Linked DNA regions of Hordeum vulgare: region 1 is linked to region 2. The links are chromatin contacts, called in public Hi-C maps. All regions are on one chromosome and are shown on one strand. Each heading gives the region's core, a stretch centred on a gene start, on an enhancer-like site or on the middle of the called end of the contact. The rest is flanking DNA. Distances are from core to core; before and after follow the strand shown.

Region 1 (6,309 bases), core at 111-2,610, 400 kb before region 2:
TGACACCTCATGATGTGGTGTATGGGCCGTCGGTCAAGACGTCAAGCGGCACGACACAGTTCGCGACGTTTCGGCCCCGGACTAGTGCAAGCGGAAGGGGACCTCCTATGTGCCATCACGACGCACACAGAAGGCGTGCGGTTGGGCCGGCCCACTAAGAAACACAGCCTAAAAATCGCAAAAACGAAAACCGAAGGATCAAGAGGAATCGAACCCACAACGTCGGCTTCCACCACGAGGGATGATAGCCACCAGATCGAGTCACTAGATAGGAACAATATCGTATCGTAGTCTATTTAAGAACGTACTATTTCGCAATATTCCCATTTGAATGACTTTCCTTTCCTTTTAAAAAACAAAAATAGAAAGAGAAAGATAGAAAAATATAGGAAAATATATAGAAACATAAACACTTTTTATAGACTACTAAAAAATCTAAATATCAACCATTTTCATAATTTACAAACATTTTGCGACAAACAGGAACATGTTTTCAAATTCTGGAACAATTTTCCAAAAATACGAAACATTTTCATAAAACTACCGGAACATTTTTTCAAATTCTGGAACATTATTTCAAATTCCAGAACATTTTTTCAAATTACGGAACATTTTTTCAAATTTCTGGATATTTTTTCAAATTCCGAAACAGTTTTTCAAATTCTGAGACATTGTTTCAAGTTCCATTTTTTTCAAATTCGAAACATTTTATAAAAATCCAGAACATTGTTTCAAATTTCTAAACATTTTTTCAAATTCCAGAATATGTCTTCAAAATCCAGAACATTTTTTTAATTTCGTAACATTTTGCCAAATTCTGGAACATTTTTTAAAATTCCGGAATACTTTTTCAAATTCCAAAACATTTTCTTATATTCCTGAACATTTTCTCAAAATCATAAACATTTTTTAAGTCCCGTAACATTTTTTCAAAATCCAGAATATTTTTGAAACAGAAAAAAACAAAAAAGAAAAAAGGAAAACCGTTTCAGGGAATCTTTTAGAAAGTCCCCAAAACCAAAAAAACCGGCTAAAAACCTTTAGGCTTAGTTCGGTTAATCCCATCCATGCGGGGATCGGAGGGGATTTGCAGCGATTTTGCCTTGTAGAGGATTTAATCCCCTCAATCCCCTTTAAATCCACCTCAACCGAACAATCCTTTAGGTTTCCAAAACCGGGATTAGGGAAAATGCTAACGAACCTGCCCAAATCCCGTCGCTTGCTTGCAGCTCCTGTGCTTTTGCTCGCTAGCATCAACACGTCAAAATCGGTGGCAACAAAACTGAGCTGGCCCAAGTCTTCTGGACGGGGTGTGCGGAACCCCTGACTATTTGACGCATAATGCGTCAAATAGGGTCTTCCAAGCGGAAGTGCAACGCCCGCGCTGGACGGTCCAGCCGACTCTCCTGCTATGTGAGTATACTCAAGAAAGTGGTGGGAGCCATATCTCGCGTTAAGCGAGACAGAAGAATATCTGGCCTGGAGAGTCCATAGCAACGGGCCAGACTGTTAGCACACCTTTGAAAGAAAAAAAAGAAGAAAAAAGGAGATGGCTGGCCATTGAGTGAGCGCCGGGTTAGTGTTGAATATCTTGTTAAATGTTTGACCTTTTAAATACAAGTATAACATTTTTAAATATATGGTTAACAATTTTTCTATGCACATTTAACATTTCTCCAAATACAAATTTAACATTTTTTGAATACATGTTCACCATTTTCTCTATACACATTTCAAAGTTTTACAAATGCTTGATTAAAAAATTTAAATACTTTATAAACATTTTGTAGATACTTATCAACATTTTTTCAAAGTACTTGACTAACATTTTGGTAACCAAGATAAAAAAAACATCAATTTTAATACATGATCAACATTTTTTCCATACACATTTAATATTTCTTAAATTCTTGATTAACATTTTCAAGTACATGTTCAACATTTTGTAAAATGCTTGATTACATTTTTTTTAACACATGAACAGTTTTTTTTCCTACACATTGTATTTTGTTGTATACATTTTTCCTATACGTGACAAACACTTTATTTATACATATTTAACATTTATCAAATGATTGGTAAATATTTTTCAAATATTCCATGTATAGTGTTTTTTATAATATTATAAAGTTAAAATGAAGTAAAAAAATAGTGCAAAAATTGTCAGAACACATATACCAAATGTTTATAAATTTTGAGAGGAATTTTAAAACGTGTGTTTAAAAATGTTCATGTATACGATTTCAAGAAGTCCCTCAATCGAGCTAGTCATGCATCTCGAGTTTACTCCTTGAAGCTAGAAAAGTCCTTCAGTATCGGGTCGATGCGCCCTAGCGGGCATGTCTCCCCTATCGTGTGATACAGCCGATGATTCTACTACAGCAATGTATAACCTTGGAGAAGGGTTTTCGCTCTTACTCGTGAAGGGATGCTCAAAGGATGTGTATGTCGCCTAGTAGGGGCCGAATAGGGACTTGAACAAATGCGAAATAATACTAGCGTTTAATTTGTCAAGCACAAAATCTGAAACAATTAGACTCACCTATGTGCACCAATAACTTATTCTAAGTAAGATAAACAACTAAGTGATAGTAAGATATATAACATAAAACAATATGGCTATCACAAAGTAAAATGCATAAATAAAGGGCTCAAATAAGAGATAACTAAGCCACGCGGAGACGATGATTGTACATCGAAGTTTACACCCTTGCGAATGCTAATCTCCGTTTGAAGCGGTGTGGAGGCATAGTGCTCCCCAAGAAGCTACTAAGGCCACGGTAATCTCCTCACGTCCTAGCATAATGCAAGATGTTGTGATTCTACTAAGGGATCTTTGAGGACGGACATCGAACCCGTACAAATGGCAACCCTTGAGGAAGTCACCGAACTCGTACACTTTGGTAACCCTTGGGGGCGGTCACCGGAATGCATACAAATTACTTAGGGCAATCTCCACAACCTAATGGGAGACCCCCGACGCTTGACCGAAGCTTTATACCACAATGATTGAGATCCAAGACACCACCAACCGTCTAGGGCGCCAAAGCACCCAAGAGACACAAGATCTAGGATGCCCAAACACCCAAGAGTAATAAGCTTCTCAATTTTTTACCTCCACGTATCACTGTGGAGAACTCAAACCGATGTAATTAATGCAATGACAAGAACACACGTGGTGGTCAAGTCCCCCACTCTTAAATCCCACCACCAGAACAAAAGCTACGGAGGAATATGAGAGGAAGAACAAGGAGCTCACATAGAGAGGAAGGTGATTGGTGGAAATGTGGATCTAGGTCCCCTTTCTCTTTTACATAAAAAAGGAGCAAAAATATTTGGAGGAATCGAGAGTTAGCAAGCTCGAAGAAGGTTAGCAATGAGGGAAGAACACGAGCTCAAAGGATAGAAACCATTGGGGAAGAAGGTCCCCTTAAATAGTTCCCGTGAATCCAACTGTCATGCCTAGTGGTCATGCACAAGCAGTACTTCCACTTAGCACGGTCAACGTAACCCAACAAGACATAAATACAAGAGAGGTAGTTCTGCGAGAGGAGTAGTACCGCTTAGGGGAGCAGTACTACCGCTCGGGTGAGTAGTACTACCGCTCTAGAATCGCTTAAGCAGACTGAACAACAAAAACATAAAAATAAGCGGAAGTGGTTGCAGTAGAATGAAGCGGAAGTACCGCGCAAGCACTACTAACGCCCTACCACCACTTAAATCAGTACTGTCGCTTAAAGCAGTACTACTATCCAAGCAAAACAGAAGGAAGCTCCAATGCTGAAACTGCTATAACTTTTACAATGGACTATGAAATCAGCAAACTCAAGCTTGTTGGATAGATGGCAACAAGTACTATCCTACAACGAATGGTTATATTAAGAACAAGCAATGGAGAATAAATGCCAATAGGATAAGGAGTATGACCCTCCCAAGAATGATACGACAAAATCTCCAACACCAAAAACGCAAGGATGATGCATACGAAATCTGTTTTCGATGAACTTGAGCTTGTCAAGACGAAGACTATAAGCTCAGAAACACACATAGTGGAAAGCCAAACAAGAACCAAGAATAATTATGATGCCAAGAATGCAATAGTTTGAGATCTTTACGAACGATATGATCATTCTACTCACTCAAGAGACCCCCTCGATAGTACGACAATCAATCATATAACATTGTCTCCCGACTAACACCATGAGATTGGTAGAATAGAAAAGCTATCAACGACAAACCTTTGCCTTGTGCATAGTCCACTTGAGCTAGATGATGACGATCTTGTCTTTCTCAAGATGGACCACCTTTCTTGACTGCGTGAGCTCGATGAGACTAGTAGATTGCTCCCCATACTGTACTATGGGTGAGCCTCTCTTTGGTAGATCTTCCCATGCCCATTATCACAATAATGGACAACAAGCTTCAAGCATGTGATCCCTTCGTGATGCTTCACTTGAACTTGCACACCGCAACGTTGCTAACAATCACCACTTGATTGCATCCTTCATGGGTTGTAAGATATATTCTTTTTTTATGCAAGCCCATGGAAACATACCTAGCCGCACATGGAAACCTCACAAGGATCATGGGTTAGTACATTGTACACAAACGTAATGGCAAATGCTTACCATAACATAGATCCTATTGGGTACACCTTCTATGCTTTGTATGTTAATCATGGGTTAGTACACTGTACACAAAGCGCAGTGGACAATGCTTATCATACCATAGATCATACTTGGTACAACTTCTATGCTTTGTATGTTAATCAACTTGAATCACTCTTTGACTTAGTCTTGGTCAACCGTGTATCTTATCTTCTCTCTTCATAAAGATGATGTCTTGAAGATAAACATGAATGTTCACAGAATCTTTTTTTTCAAGACATGCTTGCAATAGGCTCAAATTTCACATGACTAAGCTTTGGATAATTCCTCGGATAACACCTTGGTCACACATAATCTCCTTCTTATAGCATGAAAAACAACGAATGGTCTTCAAGCAAAGCCTATGGATAAACCTTCGAATATAAATGAATGCAAGCACTAGTCCATAGAGAATGTCATTAATTACCAAAACCACATATGGGGGCACCAACTTTTTCAGTTGTGAGCTCACAAATCTTGGCTTTTCTGACTAGCTGTAAGTCGGGACTACTTGTTCCCTCCGATCTAAGTCTACATCACCCCTCCACCAGCTACTAGACTTTGATCACTATATTCGGGGAAGAGCATTTAACATATATTTAATGTGTGTCTTGCAAACGTTCAACATGTATTTTTTTTATTGTTCAACATGTACTTTGAAAAATTCTACCTATATACACAAAATATTAAACGTGTATTTGAAATAAGTTCATATGTATTGAGCCTTGCAGACAAGTGAGCGAGTAAGCCCCCGTAGGATGCGGTGTGCTACGGCAACAAAAGTCCTTCCCTGGCGCTTAGGAATTCTTCTTGTTACTTCTCTAGTTTGCGTCGGTTTTTCCCTTGAAGAGGAAAGGGGGATGCAGCACAGGAGCAATAAGTATTTCCCTCAGTTTGAGAACCAAGGTATCGATCCAGAAGGAGGGCCTCGTCAAGTCCAAAGTACCTGCGCAAACACAAACAAGCTTGCACCCAACGCTTCAAAGGGGTTGTCAATCCCTTCAAGATTGTTTGCAAAGTGAGATCTGAAGGCGGAAAGAGCAACGAAGTAAAAAGTGTAAGGCTGAAAATATGGTGTGAAGTAGACCCTGGGGGACATAGTGTTCACTAGAGGCTTCTCTCATAATAGGAAATATCACGGTGGGTGAACAAATTACTGTCAAGCAATTGATAGAACCACGCAAAGTCATGACGATATCTAAGGCAATAATCATGCATATAGGCATCACGTCCGAGACAAGTAGACCGATACTTTTTTGCATCTACTACTATTACTCCACACATCGACCGTTATCCAGCATGCATCTATTGTATTGAGTTCATGACGAACAGAGTAATGCTTTAAGCAAGATGACATGATGTAGAGGGATGATCTCAAACCAATGATGAAAACCCCATCTTTTTACCCTTGATGGCAACAACACGATGCGTGCCTCGCTACCCCTTCTGTCACTGGGTGAGGTCACCGCACGGTATGAACCCAAAACCAAGCACTTCTCCCATTGCAAGAATCATAGATCTAGTTGGCCAGACAAAACCCACAACTCGAGAATTACAAGGATATGAAATCATGCATAAGAGAGATCAGAAGAAACTAAAATAAGATTCATAGATAATCTGATCATAAATCCACAATTCATTGGATCTCGACAAACACACCGCA
Region 2 (5,657 bases), core at 597-3,096:
TCCATCTCCTGCAAGGCAGTATCAACGGCTCGGTTGATTACAATGACTTCAAAGCCCAGGTCCCCGATGCCTGTTTGAAGGTCTTCTAGTGATGGCATCTTCCCCTGCCTAGAGGATTCCATAGAGGGGTCAAATATGTCGTAGAAACCATCGACAACTTTCTCATTATAATCGAGAACGTTGTAGTCCTGGAAATCAGAATGGAGCACAATTGTAAATACACTCGCATAGAATTCGAGATTAATTGGTAAATCAAAGAGGGGGAAACACAGATATTTGCCTAGCAAAGGATAATAGCTACAACAACAAAGCAGCAGTGAATAGTATCTGGCACACTAAGTATATAAATGACATCAATATAACACACCTCGAAAAAAAAATAACACGTAGAAAAAGCTAGATGAGATCCAGCAGAGAATATTTTTTTTATAGATGTATATGGCAAATGGACAGCACATTTTGTTGAATGCTGAGCATGTAAGCTGAATTGCGGTCAGGAAAGAACACCGATATCTGTCTTCTCTCTATAAATAGGAAGCAGTAACAAATAGCATATCTATAGCTTGATGTGGTTGAATGAGCCACAAGCACCTCTAGCCTGGATCATTTCCATTGCCTTCTTAGTGTTTTCTACTTCTGCAGTCCACTAGCACGTGTGCAGCTGCTAACTGGTATAGAGAGGTAGCTGGTAGCACCTCTCTTCTCTGATGTGATTTTGCACTGTGGACCGATTTGAAGCTTGCTAGCAATCCAGATACAGCTACTAGCCCGCTGCTGGTGCTCTCCTACAAACCTCATTGACTGAGTTTAAATACAAGTACAGTCATATGAACAGAAATTACTTACTATATTCTACCTGAAAAAACTTTACTTATTTAGACAATGATAGAGCCTAGAAGTATGGGTTAAAGTTGTATAAATCGTGGGGGTGAACTAGCTAGCAGGTAGCACCACCGGAATCTGCCTCGACATTTGTTTGAACCATAAATCTTGATCCACATTAAGTTCGTCAATTCTGGAGACCAGCGTAATTAAGCAACCGAGACCTAATAGTACTAGTTTGTCATTAGAGATTCTGAACCGTGCGGTTCAGCATTCCAGCTCAGCAGCTCGAATGGAATCCAGCGGTGAGGAGTGGAGCCTCACCCAGTAGCGGCGGGAGAGCGAGTCGGCGGTGTGGCCGTCGTCCCGGGCGGCGGCGAAGCGGTCGCCCCCGCCGAGGCTCATGAGCTTGGCGTCCCTGATCTGGTCCCTGTCCCGGTCCCCCGCGCAGTCGCTGTTGGACGCCGACAGCGCCATGGCCAGCTGCATCTGGAACTCCTCCTCCGAGTACATGTAGTCGTCCCCGCCCGCTCCGCCTCCCCCTCTCCCACCAACCGGCGCCGTGGGCGTCGCCGCCGGCGCGGAAGGGGAGGGGGAGGAGGCCGTCGGGGCCGGCGCGGCGGAGGACAGCGCGGGCGCCGGCGCCGTGCCCGACGGGGAGCTCGCCGGCGAGGTCGACGACGGCTGCGGCTGCGACGAGGAGGCGGGGTCGCTGGACCGGTGCTGCCACTTGATCTTGCTCTTGAACAGGTTCTTCATCTTCGCTCAGCCAGGGGCTCCGAGTTCCCCCGCCCGCAGGTTTTTATCTGGCTGGCTGCAGGGCGCGTGGAGCGATGATCGACGGGGAGGGGCGGAAGAAAGTCTCCGTGTCGTGATCGCGTCGCCACCGCCAGGAGGAGGGGGACGGGGCGGGGGAAGGTGGGGAAAGCTTGCTCGGTAAGCGAGCGAGCGGGCAGATGTTTCCGAGGGGGGAGACTGCGAAAACGCGGTGTTGTGGGGTGACCTCTGCTGGGGGCTTTGGGCCGAGTTTCCGGGGGTGTTTACCCGACGAAACCGCCGGGTTTAGCACCACGCGAGTAAAGTTCACGCGGGCGGCGGGCGGCGGGCGGCGGGCGGCGGGCGGGAGCCACTGGAGACTGCGACGCGAGTGCAGCAGACCGGCGGGGGAGCCGGCCGCGGGTCGTGGGCCGGGGCCCGTCTCCCGGCGTGGTCATGTGTCGTGTGGGGGCACTGATGGGGATTGGGGGGAGGGACTTGTGGTGGACGATGACGTGCAGATAGACTAAGTCTAAAAAAAATCTTGAACTCTTAGGCCAAGTCCACCGTGCGACCCCAAACGGACATCCGTTTTATCCGAATTATGTCCGTTTGGGTAGGGAGATGGGTCGTGTCCGGCCCTGTCCTGGGATGCGCTGGACGTGCGCCCAGCGCGCGGTCGCATCCGTTTGCCCTACCTTGTCCGCCTCCAAAAGAACAACGCTTCAAATACTAGCGGCCTAGTTCACGCCAGCGCCCCTAGTTCACGCCGGCAACACAGTCAGCGGCCTACGCGTCCTCGCCGGCAACAAAGCCAGCAACCGACAACACAGTCAGCCTACAAAATGAATAGTTTTGTTTGCCGACAACACATCCAACGGCCTACACGTCCTCTCCGGCAACAAAGCAAGCGGCCGACAACACATCCAGCCTCCAAAATGAATAGTTTTGTTTGCCGGCAACACAGCCAGCGGGCGGCAACACAGCCAGCCTCCAAAATAAATCTGTTTCTCGCCGGCACCCAGCCAGCGGCCTAGCGGGCGGCACCCATGCCAGCCTCCAAAAAAGAACGGCCACGTCCGATCGGACGACCTAGTTCAGGCCGTCGGCGTCGAACATCTCCTTCTGCCTGGCCTCAAACCAGCTCCTCGTCTTCTCGCTCTTCTTGGTCAAGTCCACGCCCATGATCGCAAGGGCCACCTCCTTCGCTTTGGTTGCGGCATTCGTGGCCTCGATGTCGAGCTGCCTCTTCCCGGCCTCGACATTGGCGGCCTCGATGTCGAGCTGCCTTTGTCGGGCCGCCTCCTCCAGGTCGATCTTCCTCTTCTTCGCCGCCTCCTCCATCTCAAGCTTCTTCCTTTGAAGCTCCAGGTATTGCTTCATTTGCTCGTCCTTGCTTTGCCGCTTATTATCGTCCCTCATGTCTTTTTGAGACATCATGCCATGCAAAGTCTCATGCAAGGCCATGGATGCGGCATCACGTATGTCGTCCATCCTGGAGTTGGTCTTGCCCATCGGCCTCTTCAACGCCTCGCCATCTCCACCTCCGGCGAACTTGGCCGTCTTCTTGCCTCTCTTCCTTTGAAGTTCACCATATTGATCCTTAAACTTAGGGCAATTGTTGATGATCGCCCAACAATGTGTAAGAGTGAATGGCTTGTCATTGTGTCGGGCCTTGAATGCTTCCAAAGATTGAAATGCCTACACCACATGATCAACAAGATTTGGACATGCAAACATATACAAGGCCGAATCAAGGAAAGGACTAGGATGAGGAGAGCATACCATGTCCCCAATGCCGAGACCACTCACGAGCCGTGCTTCAACGCTCTCCAATGCGGCGCAATACTTGTTGCACTCTTGTTGGATGAACAACCACCTCTTTTGAATCGAGGTGATGCCACGTTCGCTTGTGATTTGATAGGGCTCAAACATCTTCCTTTCATGGAAAGTTTTGCGGACTCTCGTCCAAAAAACTAGGCCCTTTTGTTGTGCGCCCGTCCTCGGATCTTGGCTAATCTCCATCCAACAATTGCAAATCAACTTGTCCTCATCTTGGGTGTATTAACCCGTGCGAATGCTCTTCTTCCTCGTTTGTGCTTCCGCTCTTTGGGTGAGCTCGTCGATGAACAATGGCTCACCACTAATATCAATGTCATGGCCTTCATCTTCATCACCATCACCTTCGCAATAGATGTCATTGTCTTCATGCCACGAGTCACCATGGTCGTATTCAGCACAGTCGTCGGCCTCTTCATCGGCAACGAACTGGGCGCGGCCATCCTGACTTTGGGTCTCCTCAGGATCGTAGGCAGGGACATGCCCGCCGTTGTAGATCACATCCTCCATGAACTGGGTGCAGTAGTGGTCGTCGGGCGGTGCCATTGGTGTTGGCATTTCGTCGAACAAGACGCGGGGGGCAGCATGGTGCCCACAAACGGCGGCCGTGCTTGCTTTCTTTGCATCTCGATGGACGGCCGACCGCCGCTGATGGACCCAGGTGTGACGTTGAGGTCGATGTAGGCCGAGGGGTGTGGGTGGAAGGCGCGATCATGCTCACGTCCGGCGACCCCGAGAAACGGGTGTGGGCACCGTGCCTTGGCGGGGGAAGCCGGGCGACATAGGCGTGGTCCGCGACGTCGGCGACTGGCAGTGCGGAGACCGGGCGACCGACGAGCCTATGCTCGCCGGGCCGACGGCCGCTGCAGAGAAACCGGTCGGACGACAAATGCCAAGCATGAGGAGGGTGTGCGCTTTGTTGACGATGGCCTCCTTCTCCTCGACCTTGGCCTTTCGCCGTGCGGCCTCCATCGCATCGCACTCGGCAGAGAACTTGCGCGCGGCGGCGTTGTCCTTCACGACCGCCCTCCGGTTCCTCCTCTTCACCGATTCCGCGTCCAACTTGGCGATCTCCTCCGGCGTGCACTCCGCCTGCGGCTTCCTTGGCCTTCTTCTTCTTGGCCATTCCGGACTGGTCAATAGCCGGGCCGCCGGAATTCGGATGGGCGTCGACCATGGATGGGGGAGAGAGAGGGACGGCGGGACATGGGAGGGTTTGGGGGGGGGGGATGACGCCAAAGGGGGCGGGGGTGGGTTTTACTTTGTGCCACCGATAGGCGGGCCAGGGGCGGACAAGCGCGCGCGTCCCGCCTGTCTGCGCGCTGTCCGTTTTCACTCAAAATCGACACAAAGTTGGGCCGGGTGGGTCAAAAGCGGACACAAAACGGACAAAAGTCCGTTTGCTCCTGCGCGCTGGGCTGTTTGTTTCGTCCGTTTTACCCCAAACGGACGCGCGCAGACAGGATGGGGTCGCGCGGTGGAGTTGGCCTTAGAGCCGGTTGAAATCAAACCTTAAACTTACAATCCCTAAAATTGACACCCTGTACTTAGCAATTTCAGTCAATTCCAACCCTAAATCGACCCTAGACTATTTGTCGCACCGGGAAAAAGGTCGATCCAGGTCAGGATCAGCTACTTCTATCACTGATTGTGGCCCACATGTCATCTCTATCTTCTTCCTCTCTCACTCCCTCTCATGTGCAGATCCTCATGCATCTGTACAATATTATTGACTTATTGCGGTGGTCTGTGCTACCAACTGGAAGTGGCTTAGACGGAGGATGGGATTAGCATTCTAGTTACTCGGGATATCTATTCCTATACATGAGGTGCCCTTCAACAACACTACCAACATGCACGACCTCGTCATTTCCAGCCCTGGTGATTGTCATGTGTGCCTCGTCGTCGTATTGCGCCCGTCGTTCTACTTGGCGCCCCACGTGCATCGCGGATACAAAAAAGACACATGAGAGTCTGCTTCAACCATCGACATTCAACCAAACACATTACGTGCACAAGCATACAACCACAAATTTCAGTCAAAATCATCTCGGGTTGCCTCTCTGGCCGCGCTCGGTGCAGGAGCACTAGTTTCCGCGACCTTGCCACCGACTCCCGCATATGGCGCGAGTCCTGCCTTGCCTTGTGGCCGTTCGTCCCCGCCTTCCTCGACCCTACATGTTGCTACCATACCAGCGACAACTTTCACTGCGAGCTCTTCACAGGTGCGTTTCCAAATC

Evidence for each region. A called contact is a pair of places that touch in the nucleus more often than the background predicts.
Region 1: a Hi-C map of leaf shows a contact between it and region 2, with 5 times the contacts expected there. The contact joins the enhancer-like site here to the promoter of LOC123449499 in region 2. A contact is called at or near these places in 3 of 6 Hi-C or Micro-C datasets (leaf and seedling).

Annotation. Positions count from the first base shown.
Region 1 is chr4H:558,264,627-558,270,935 of MorexV3_pseudomolecules_assembly, reverse strand. No RefSeq gene overlaps it. Among protein-coding and RNA genes, the nearest start is that of LOC123449502, 17 kb to the left of the region's middle. Within about 2 kb of position 1,360, at least 3 of the 3 cell types and tissues checked have open chromatin away from gene starts, as enhancers often do. A contact at or near this core is called in leaf and seedling, where this site is marked.
Region 2 is chr4H:557,861,505-557,867,161 of MorexV3_pseudomolecules_assembly, reverse strand. LOC123449499 (serine/threonine-protein kinase EDR1) reads right to left here and starts at 1,846. Exons shown (of 13, transcript XM_045126743.1): 1 at 1,147-1,846; 2 at 1-188. The coding sequence starts at 1,581.